Linked DNA regions of Mus musculus: all the other regions are linked to region 1. The links are chromatin contacts, called in public HiChIP or PLAC-seq and Micro-C maps. All regions are on one chromosome and are shown on one strand. Each heading gives the region's core, a stretch centred on a gene start, on an enhancer-like site or on the middle of the called end of the contact. The rest is flanking DNA. Distances are from core to core; before and after follow the strand shown. Region 1 holds the start of Vgll3 (vestigial like family member 3). Region 2 has its middle 74 kb from the start of Gm41469. Region 3 has its middle 94 kb from the start of Gm52259.

Region 1 (3,313 bases), core at 539-3,038:
TACATTACAAAGAAGAGGTCTTCTGTTAGATTTCTGTACAAATAGGGCTTAAAAGTTACTGCAAGCCAGTAACTTTTAGATTAGTGAGTTGTCCTTCATAAGAAAAAAAAAAAAGTCAAAGCATCAAGGCTCTGTTTGGCTTACTGAGGCTAGATCATTATTGGAATAGGTGTCCTGAAGAATGGATTAGAAGATGTTTGGTTATGGGGCTGGGGAAGTAGTAATAAGCGTCATTCAAGAATCTGAATGAGATAGCTGGACAAACTAGGGCTTACAGTAAGAGATGTAAGCAGAAGTGTAGAGTTTAGGATATACTTACTGAAGGTTAAGACCAGATGCAGGCACTGTGAGGAGAGGGAAGGTTGCGAACTTCCCAGCTATTCCCAGTTCAGCTGGGAGGTGGAGTTTTATTATCTGTGACAGACACCATTAGACAAAGTTCAGATTGGAATGTGGGTGGTGGCTGTTGTTATGACTGTACCTCGCAGAACTGCCTGGAGAGAAGCTGTAACCATGAGCATAGATCACTGGAAAAGGGTCTAACCAGGCTATATCAACTTGGGACAAAGGAGTTATAATCACATAAAGTAAGTTCTACCAGAAAGAGTACAGTTTAAAATCTGAACTACATAAACTCTCTCTCTCTCTCTCTCTTTCTTTTTTTTTTTTTTTTTTTTTTGGTGGGCCTACATAAACTCTTAATAGTCATATTTTAAGACTTGATTGATAAAAATAATGAATGAGTGAAGAAATTCCATTATGGCATAACAAAATACCAAACACAATCTTGGTGTGAGTGTTAGGGGAGATATTGACATGCCCACACACATGAACTGTTCCCCAAAACAGAGGTGGTCCTGGTGGGAGGGCATAATGGCTTCAAAGTATGATCTTTGGTTTGTGTGTGTGTGTGTGTGATTTACTCTATGCAACATTAATGCATTCGACAAAGAAAGAGACATTTCTTTTGAAAAAGACTAGGCCTTTTGGTCCTTACTGAAAATTTTCTGTTTGTCAGACAGGTAAAGGTTGATTGAGTTAGATTTGATGATTTCACTGGAGTATAACTATATTTTTAAAAACAATTTTTTATTTCAATTTGTAGAAGGTTTTAAGCTACATGCATATAAACAAGACATTAAAATGGTAGCCAATTATTTGCTCTTGCTGTATTCAAGCCAGCTTATAAAGGCCAGGAAAGATATATATACATCGCCAGGATGCCAATCCACCAAGATGTGCCTTTTAAGTGAAGATGTTGCAAGGAAACAACTATTGTTAGCCTGTGGGCACTTCAAGGCACTGTTAACTTTCACTTTGGTCTATTTTTAATGGAGGAACTAAGCCCATATTTTTCCCCCGGCCTGTTTTATAACTCTCTTTATTTACACTTGGCTTTCCTCTAATCGGGTTCTAGCACCATCGGAGTTGATGCTCTCTGAAAAAACTCCCAGAACTTGGGCAACTCTGTCCAGGCCGCCAGGTGACTGAGACTGGGTGGGGAACCTTGGAGTTTTGAGGGCGCGGAGCCTCTCGCATACCAATCTCCTCCCACCAGCATCACTGGGCCCGGAGGCGGAGAGGGCTGCAAACTTCGCTCCAATCCGCAGCCGCCCTCCCCAGGGTCCCCCTGCTGGGCGACCCGCCCGCTGTGGACCTGAGTTGATGGAACTTTTCTGATAAACTGCTCCTGAGAGCTGGGGAGGCAAGCACCCCGCCTCCCCACATTCCGGCTACCCTGCCCCCGCCTCCCGGTCCTCGCCCAGCCGCCCGCGCTAGTGATAGGACGAGTCCCGGGCGTGCATTGTGTGTATGCAAAAGCACTGCTGCTCTCCTGGAGCGGCCCTAGCCCGGACTGGGTAGCAGCTGCTGCTGGTACTGCGGAGTACGCTCCTGTCTCGGATGCGGTTGCCTGAGCCTGAGCCCAGCGCTGTCATGCTCCTGCCGCGGGGCGGGCTGCAGCGTCGTCCCGTCGCTATATAAGCGCGAGCAGAGGGGGCACCCGGAGGGGCTGAAAATGAAGGTGCCCGCGCATGGGCCGCCGCTGATTGCCAACCCCTCCCGAGCTCGCTCCCGGCGCGGAGCCCGAGGCCGCCGAGGACCCGCCTTAGCCGCAGTAGCAGCTGGTTCAGCGACGCGGACAGCAGCTGCGGCGGCGGTGGCGGTGGCGCCCCTTGCGCCAGCGCTTAGAGCGGCGGCGGCGACTCCGGGGCCGCCGCTGGCCCCGCTGCCATGAGTTGTGCGGAGGTGATGTATCACCCCCAGCCGTATGGAGCGCCCCAGTATCTGCCCAACCCTGTGGCAGCTGCAACCTGCCCTACAGCCTGCTATCATCCGGCTCCCCAACCTGGCCAGCAGGTGAGTCACCAGCCCGGCAGCCTTCCGGGGGCGGGGACGAGGGGCACCGGGTATCGGTGTCAGGCTCATGCCGTGCCCCGCCGGGTCCCGAGGCGTGAAAGATGCTTTAGGACTTGCTGGGAACCATAGGAAGAAAAAGACACTCCCGGAAGGGCAGAACTGAGCATGGCAGGGCTGGGATCCTTGGAAAGGTTTTACCTGGCCGGGGGCTTATTTGAGCTGTGTCACCTGAACTCAGAGACTCTTGCTCCCAGCTTCGCTGGTCCTTAGGACTCAGTTCCCTGAAGCTCACGAAAGGCATCTGTCTTAGGACTGTGTGAGTAAACTTTTAACTCAAATACTTTGTTTCCTTGGGCAAGTAAAGTATTTCAGCGTTTTCTGGAGTAAGTGGCAGAAGTATGTAACTGAGGTAGCAGAGGGTACCTGAGAAGGGAGCTCACAGAGCTGGGACTGGGACAGTACTGGGACTTTGAGGGTGGAACACTGGTCGGATGTAAGACACATTCAGTGTTCCTAGAATTTATCCATTGCCTTTCTCCCTGCGGCTGTGATTTAGACAGGGATTCTCAAAAGGCTCTTCATTGACTTTCTATTCCTAACAAAGCACAGAGCCTTCTGGTGTTCTTCAGTGGACTTGTGTTTCTTAGCCCAAGGTAGCCAGGAGTATCTGCATGCCTGGGCCCCACCCAGCCAAGAGACTGAAAATGTTGGTAAAAGGGACCTGGAAACTAGATGATAAGGGTAGACACTGGAAGAACTTGCCACTAGGAATTCTTGAGATTACTCTGTGGCCACACAGCAAGTGCAACAAAATTTAGTTAGAGCAATGTTAAAAACAGTAAAACGTGCCTGTGACAAGGGGCTATACTGAATCAGGGATTAGAGTAGGCTAATTCCATTGAAACTTAAAAATACAGCTAGATATAGTTAGAAAATAATGATTAACAGGATTTTC
Region 2 (3,742 bases), core at 568-3,067, 170 kb before region 1:
AGACTCCAGGAGGAGAGCTTCCTTGAAACTCTTTTGCCTCATGAGTGACTTTTAAGCCTTTCGGCTTGTCCAGCTGACTCGACTGGAGAGCATACCTACAACACACATACACACACACACACACACACACACATACACAAGCAATAAAAGTATATCCTTAAAGAGGAAGAAGCAGGAAGTCAGTTGATGGCATTTACTTTTGTTGAGAGGCCTCAGGAACCAATTTGGCAGTAACTCTCCACTCAAGGCAAGTCCAGCTCTTGAACTCAACCCTGCATTTGCTCTCTCCTGCTGCCCTTGCTTCACCTCACTCTCCCTGTACTCTCCAGTCTCAGTACGTTTCCATTACTCATAAAACAGTATCTCGGGGTCTATTCCCACTCACAGAGCTGGTCTTCTTCCACAGTATCTTGCTTCTCAGATCTGACCTGCCTCATGCTTCAGCTTGTAGGGGGCTCTAAACCTAAGAGACTTGGTGTTAATTCTTAGTGTGACCCACCAATTGCTCTCTCCCTGGAAACTCAAACCACTCATAGCACCCTTCCTTTTTCATTCATTTGAAATACTCATTCACAGCTACAAGATAAAATTAAAGTAGTCCTCTATAAGGTAAAACATAATCCATCATATCAAAGTTGGACAAAACAAATCAACAGAAGGAAAAGAGCCCAAAATAAAGCACAAGAATGAAAGACTCACCCATGTACACACTCTAGAGTCCCATAAAAATACCAAAGTGAAAGCCACATCACATGCATAGGCCCTAGTGCAGACCCATGCAGGCTCTGCGCTTGCTGCTACAGTCTCTGTGAATACAGGCTTTGCTCAGTTGATCCACAGGCCTCTGCTTTCCCACTGTAAAATGCATCTTTCCCACAATTCAGGTCATAAGGTTTGATCAATCAAAGATTCATTAATTTACATTGTTCGAACTTAAGTGCAGTGTGATATGTTCTAGTAAACAAAAGGTAGAAAATTATGCATTATAACGCAGCTATGATGGGATTCTAATAAGAGACATGAAATAAGTGTTTTTCTTAACAAACATCATAGAATAAACTGAACATATTTCTTCTGCTAAGAAAAATATTCCCAGAAATAGGGTTTTGGATAGTCACATACAATGTTCACTCAAAAGTGGACATTAATAGTATGTATAAGATGCATTATTACACTATAACACAACATGCAAGTTAGGTGATTAATCATCAAGAGAAAATTCAAGGGACATAAATTGAATGTCTTCCTTAGCCAATTCATACAATGAGCTGAGTATGCTAAATTGTATAGTTTTCCCCATAGTTTGATAATGAACAATATCAGAGCACATCCCTTGTAGTCAGTCTTTCCTTCTTTCGAATATTCATACTGATTGTTCTATACACACAGATATTTGAACATAGAATTATGTTGTAGATAACCCTGACAACTATTCTTTAATGTCAAGTGTACTAAAGAATAGGCCCTGCTTATTAGTGGTAGTTTTGCACAGTATTACTTCATTTAAACACAGGTGAAATCTTTTTAAGTGGCCTAATTATATAGTAATGATAAGTCCTTTGTTGGTGTTGCTAGAAGGTTAAGGCAAATCTTATCTGCAGTTCTAAACATCACACAACTGTGTGTTTTGGTTGGGAATTCTAAGCCGGATTCACAGAGTTTGAAAATACTGTTGTTGCCCACACACATAGCTCAGAGTGTCCTTTTTGGTTGGAAAGTGCTCTCCGTGCTCCTTTTGTGCTGGATCGTACATGAGCCTGCAGAGAATAAAGACCCAGTTACAATAACAATTGTATTGGATCTTGTCCTTCTATACAGGCTGCCCCATGCATTTGAACTCCACCCTGCATTTGCTCTCTCCTGCTGTCCTTGCTTCTCCTCCCCCTCCCTGTACTCTTCCAGCCCCAGTACTTTTCCATTACTCATAAACTGGTAACTAGGGGTCCACTCCCACTCACAGAGCTGGACTTCTTCCACAGTATCTTGCTTTTCAGTTCAGACCTGGCTCATACTTCATCTTGTAGGGGGTTCTAAACCTGAGAAACTCCTTGTTCCCAGAGGGAGGCCTGTCAATTCTGAGTGTGACCCACCAATTGCTCTTTCCTTGGGAACTCAAACAACTCTGTGAGCTTAGAAACCTTCCAGTTTTATACCGTGGCAGAGCCTTCATTGTAGGCCTTGCCTGATTTATTATGTACCTTTTACAGTTTGTTCTGGGCTGGATTTTCTTACGTCTCTATAGGCTCAAATATCAGGTGAATCTAAAGATGGGAAATTCAGTGAGTTTTAAATTCAGTGAAATTTGAACCTATTTTACAGGCATAGCCCACATCATAATGTAGATTACCATTAGCAAGGGGTAAAATTGGTTCAAATCCTGATCTTACCATTTATAGGACATGGTACCTTGAGTGGGACATTTTATTTTCTTACACCTCACTTTTCTTGTCTCTAAAATGCTTTCATTCAGATGTGTATAGAGTTCTTTTAAAAATACAAGACCCATACTAAACAGAAGCAGTAGGTTGTTTTATATATTATTCATTTACATATGTACCAATTATAGTTAAAGAAAAGGAAACTTTGGAATTGAGATGGAGCTGTAGTCAGACATAAGGATTAGAGCAGTGGTTCTTAACCATCCTAATGCTGTCATCATTTAATGAAGTTCCTGATATTGTGATGACTCCCAAGCAAAGGATTATTTTTGTTGATACTTCATAACGATTTTCTAGTGTTAGGCACTGTAGTGTAAATAGTTGTGTCTTCTGATGGTATTAGGTTACCCCTGTGAAGAGATCATTAGATTCCCCCAAAGGAGTCAAAACAGGTTCAGAACTGCTGCACTAGAGGAATGGAAGGAAAGATGTAAATGACGTACTTGTGTTTACATTAAAAATAAAATACAAAAATTCAAAAAGTAAGTATATTAAGGTACAGACATATATGTATATTAATGTTTATCTTATCTTGTACAATACAAACTTTGGATGAATCATCCAAAATTATTTTAAATGAAAGAAAACTGTCTTCTAAAACATACAATATAACTCAAAGTGTTACTAGGAACATCAAATTTAGAACTTCTAAGGGTAATATTTCATTTTTATCTTAATGCATTAAATGTGCAGAATTTCTGTTTCCTCCTTTCTTTATTTAGACTATATAAACCAAACAGTTAGTGAGAGAGGATCAAAGAACCATATACATGTTTGTATTACATATTGAGGATCATAAGGACCCCACAATTCTAAGGTTGAAAGATAAGATGATTCTAATGTAAAAGTATTTTTGTTAATCCACATGCCATTTGAAATACATGCACATGTGCACAATTCCAGTATGGATTAGTAAATAGAGAAAAGGGAAACGTTTTAGTAATATTTAACCCTGAATCTGTTGCCATGAATTTGCGATAGACATGTTCTGATTGCTCGTGTGTTTTATAGTTTACACAATATAAATAAAGAGGTAATGGGTTGTTATTGGGAACATCTTAACATTGGTTTAGAGGTATAAACAATATTTTAAAGGTTACACTAAAGGTGCCAAGGTCTCCTAAACATTCTGTTAGTATGACACTAAGTGATAAATGTCAGCAAATGATAAAGTCACAAATGCCATTACTCGTTGTCTTCAGGTAAGCTCCACCTCCTAAGAATGGACTGACGCCTCCTCACATTCTGCCAGAGCAGAGCGGAAAGTAAATAAACATGTCCGCACACAAAGATCCCATTGTACT
Region 3 (3,775 bases), core at 669-3,168, 190 kb after region 1:
AGTGAAGTTTGGAGGAAGACACTTAAAACCACCAAAAATGAGCTGCTAAGATAAACACATGCTCATAAGGCTCCATGCTTCATAGTCTGAGTTCTAGTCTTCATGGTGGAAGAAAAAATTGTCCGGTTAGATTCATATGTGTGGTGTTAATGTGTAAATAAACACACACACACACGCACACACACACACACACACACACACACACACCATGAAAGAGATAAACACTATAATAATTTGTATGTTTTATCTGATAGTAGTGAGCACTGAGTTGTCTGTGGTAGCAGACCTTTACTATCGCTTGACTGTGTTTAGGGTCGCCTGTGGGACCGGCAAAGCATGTCTGCCAGTTTCAATGTTGAAGACTAACTGAGGTGCGCTAATGGCTTAGTCAGAGGAAAGAGGGAAACATGGGAAGGGCAGTGAGGCTCTAGCACCTCCCTGACATCTGCTTCCTGGCTGGCTTGCCACAGTGTGAACTGTTTTGCTCTACCCACCTCCCCTAATGTGGCGATGGTGCACATAGTCCTGAGAAAGCTTCAATTCAGTAAGCCTCTACTCCTAGACTACCTCCTCCTTCTCCTTCATTTCAGCGCTGGTGTCTGGATCCAGGCACACAATGCTGTGCTAGCACCTCACCTCTGAGTAGTTTCCACACTCTTTGTTTGTTCTGTAATTTTTATTTCGAGTCAGAGCCTCACAGCGTTCCTAGACTGGCCTTGAACACATTGTGTATCCCAGACAGTCCTTAACATTTTTGTTTTGTTTTTGTTTTTTCGAGACAGGGTTTTCTGTGTATAGCCCTGGCTGTCCTGGAACTCACTTTGTAGACCAGGCTGGCCTCAAACTCACAAATCTGCCTGCCTCTGCCTCTTGAGTGCTGGGATTAAAGGCATGTGCCACCACACCCAGCTAGTCCTTAACATTTTGATTCTCTTGAATCAGCATGCCAAATGGCTAGGATTTACAGGCAGGGGCAAGCAAAGTCTGCCTTCATCTCTCCGTTTTTGTATTTTTTAATTAATTATTTTATTTATTTACATCCTAAATATTGCCCCCTCCCTGGTCCCCCTCCCAGAACTCTTCATCTCCTCCCTCTCCTCTTTGCCTCTGAGAGAACCGCCACCCACCTCCACCAGGCATCCCTCCTCCCTGGAGCATAAGCTGTTTTTTAGTGTTGAGAGCAGGGGCTAATGGTGCTTGAGAAGAAATGACCTTCGGTTAGAAGATAATCAGAAGTGGGTGGAGTTACAGAGCCTCAGTGAGAAAGCTGTGAAAGGAAGGAAAACTATGCAAGCATACTGAAGCTTCAATACTAGACCATTCTGATCACGGAGAGACATTTCTAAGTAGAATTTTAGTAAAGCGGAAGGGAAGGGGTTAAAATCCAACTAAGGTAGATTAACAAAAGAAGGGAAAGTCAGAGGACTAGTCTTCTTGTTTGCATTTTATGGTGTTGTTGGCAATATTGAGACCTGAGAAAAACCTTGGTATAGGGAGAGAGAAGCTAAGTGTGTAGGAATCAATAGATAAAAGTTTCTTCTGATCATAGAGCTTCTTTTAGACAATAAAAAGCAGCTCTGTGTAACGGACAGGAAGATAACATTGCCTCCAGTTCAGAAGCAGATGCTTGGTGAAGTGGGTTTTGAGGGCATGCTCAACTCTCCTCATTGGCCTTTATATAACACGGAAAGGGGGACAGTGTAGGCTGAGGAGGAGTATCCTGAGACGGAAAAGAGGTGTGTACGGTCTCTGGAGCTTACAAACTGAACTGGTTATCTTCACGAGTGTTAAGTGCCCATTAGAGATTAGGAAACAGAGATTGGAATTGATATCCGTTCACGGAGCAGAGGAATTTTTCTAGACAGCTGCTATGGGATGGGAGGGTGAAGGGCTGGATTTCACTGCCCTTGGAAATTTGCCAGCCACTAAGTCAAGGGGTGAAGAGGACAGGAAGACCAGAGCTGGGACCAGCATTGGTCATAGTGCCACAAAGTCGCCCCAGGAATCTGAAAATTCTTGGCTGAGCAAAGAGGGGATAAAGAGCGGGATGTGAAGGGGGCACAAAGGGCTTGAGTGAGAACGGTCAATTATGAGAGGCCCGAGAAAGGCGGCCCTGTGGCTGGAGGGGATTTCTTCAGTGTGGGTACGCGGCTGCTGGAATGCAGTAGAGAAATTAAAATACAGACTATGAAATAGGACTGATGGAGAGGAAGACCAGACCCAAGAAAGAATGATCTCAGGCACCACAGAGATCAAAGTCTTGAAGTCGTGGGTGGACCCAATGTTCAAATTCCACAGAGTATCTCAAAGAGGGATGAGAAGCTGCTGGTCAGCCAGTTCCTGAAGCTGATGGAGTGAGGAGTTTAAAAAAAAAAAGTATTTTTTTGCTTTATAAATTAAACTGGGAAAATTTCTAAGGGACTCTGCAAGTCTCGAGGCTGCAGGATAACGATTTAACTCATAGAGACAAATCTGTTTATCAATGCCCTGAGCATTATATATCATCTCTTAACGTGACGTGGCTTGAGGTGGGCTATTGGGGTAATGATAGAGCATGAACATCACTATTCCAACTGCTTCATCAATTTAATTACATTTACTTCTCAGACATAATCTTAAACCTCCATGTTCCTTGGAAGTTTTGCTTTCTAATTCATACTAAAAATTTGAGCATTTGAATAACTTTACTCTGGAACGCAAAATCAACTTCAGTAGGCTTCTTTAAAGTGATCAATTAAGCTAGCAAATATTGCACAATGCAAGTACTCCATGTTTGCCATGAAAATTGAGAAAGCAGATTGGAATACATCTTAAGAAAAAAGCTTGAGTTGCTTTTTACATGTTTGTTATTGAATATAGTTTTCAAATGTATAAAAAAAAAAATAGAGTTAAGCCGGGGGGTGGTGGCGCACACCTTTAATCCCAGCACTTGGGAGACAGAGGCAGGCAGATTTCTGAGTTCGAGGACAGCCTGGTCTACTAAGTGAGTTCCAGGACAGCCAGGGCTATACAGAGAAACCCTGTCTCGAAAAACCAAAAAGAAAGGAAGAAAGAAAGAAAGAAAGAAAGAAAGAAAGAAAGAAAGAAGGAAAGAAAGAAGAAAGAGAGAGAAAGAAAGATAGTTGAGTAGTATGAAAGTGAGCCCTGACATAAAGGTAAGAATGCTGTCCAGAAATAGGTAATTGAAGGTTGAACCTGTGGAGCTGGACACCGAATGTATTTATGCAGTACTCGTTCTCTTAGGGAGTATGACGGATTTAGGTACAACAGATACTGAAGGGCATTTTGTTTCCTGACTGGTATAATATTAACATGATTTATAACATATTATAGTAATCATTGTCAGATAATCAGTTTTTAAAAGAACCAATGTAGACACATGTTTCCATTTATGGAACTTATTCTAAAACAGTAATGAATTATTTAAGCCCAGTTTTTGTCAGTGACCACAGTACTAAATTTTAAAACGCGTAGTCATAGCTGCTCCACCTACTGGCAGAATGATGTAAGACACCAGCAAATCCTCAGACCTTGTGTCAAGCAAGCTTATTTCATTAAATAAAAACGTTTTAATTTACGTGTGAAAATATTAGATTCATTGCTCTTTTGTCATTAGCCTAATAACAGAAAATACACAGGATACAGAATCAATATATGTATTAGATATTTTCTTTATTTACATTTCTTTTTTTATTTTTTTTTAATTAGGTATTATCCTCGTTTACATTTTCAATGCATTTACATTTCTAATGTTATCTCCTTTCCTGGTTTACCC

The links. A called contact is a pair of places that touch in the nucleus more often than the background predicts. HiChIP or PLAC-seq counts read pairs in DNA pulled down with a chosen protein or histone mark.
Region 2: an H3K27ac HiChIP or PLAC-seq map of embryonic stem cells shows a contact between it and region 1, with 2.6 times the contacts expected there. The contact joins the enhancer-like site here to the promoter of Vgll3 in region 1. A contact is called at or near these places in 12 of 39 promoter capture datasets (the 3T3-L1 cell line, 3T3-L1-derived adipocytes, cranial neural crest and 4 more), 12 of 484 Hi-C or Micro-C datasets (brown adipocytes, embryonic fibroblasts, embryonic stem cells and 2 more), 5 of 115 datasets of contacts at active chromatin or transcription factors (all in embryonic stem cells) and 1 of 9 other capture datasets (adipose tissue).
Region 3: a contact with region 1 is called in a Micro-C map of muscle stem cells, with 6 times the contacts expected there. The contact joins the enhancer-like site here to the promoter of Vgll3 in region 1. A contact is called at or near these places in 19 of 39 promoter capture datasets (the 3T3-L1 cell line, 3T3-L1-derived adipocytes, the HPC-7 cell line and 11 more), 1 of 15 datasets of contacts at CTCF or cohesin (the NIH/3T3 cell line), 60 of 484 Hi-C or Micro-C datasets (the 3T3-L1 cell line, 3T3-L1-derived adipocytes, the AML12 cell line and 30 more), 12 of 115 datasets of contacts at active chromatin or transcription factors (the NIH/3T3 cell line, astrocytes, cardiomyocytes and 8 more) and 2 of 9 other capture datasets (adipose tissue and embryonic stem cells).

Annotation. Positions count from the first base shown.
Region 1 is chr16:65,813,401-65,816,713 of GRCm38.p6, forward strand. Vgll3 (vestigial like family member 3) reads left to right here and starts at 1,789. Exons shown (of 4, transcript NM_001368760.1): 1 at 1,789-2,358. The coding sequence starts at 2,233.
Region 2 is chr16:65,647,419-65,651,160 of GRCm38.p6, forward strand. No RefSeq gene overlaps it. Among named protein-coding and RNA genes, the nearest start is that of Gm41469, 74 kb to the right of the region's middle. Within about 2 kb of position 1,818, at least 5 of the 459 cell types and tissues checked have an H3K27ac peak or open chromatin away from gene starts, as enhancers often do. A contact at or near this core is called in embryonic stem cells, where this site is marked.
Region 3 is chr16:66,002,898-66,006,672 of GRCm38.p6, forward strand. No RefSeq gene overlaps it. Among named protein-coding and RNA genes, the nearest start is that of Gm52259, 94 kb to the left of the region's middle. Within about 2 kb of position 1,919, at least 7 of the 459 cell types and tissues checked have an H3K27ac peak or open chromatin away from gene starts, as enhancers often do. A contact at or near this core is called in muscle stem cells and myocytes, where this site is marked.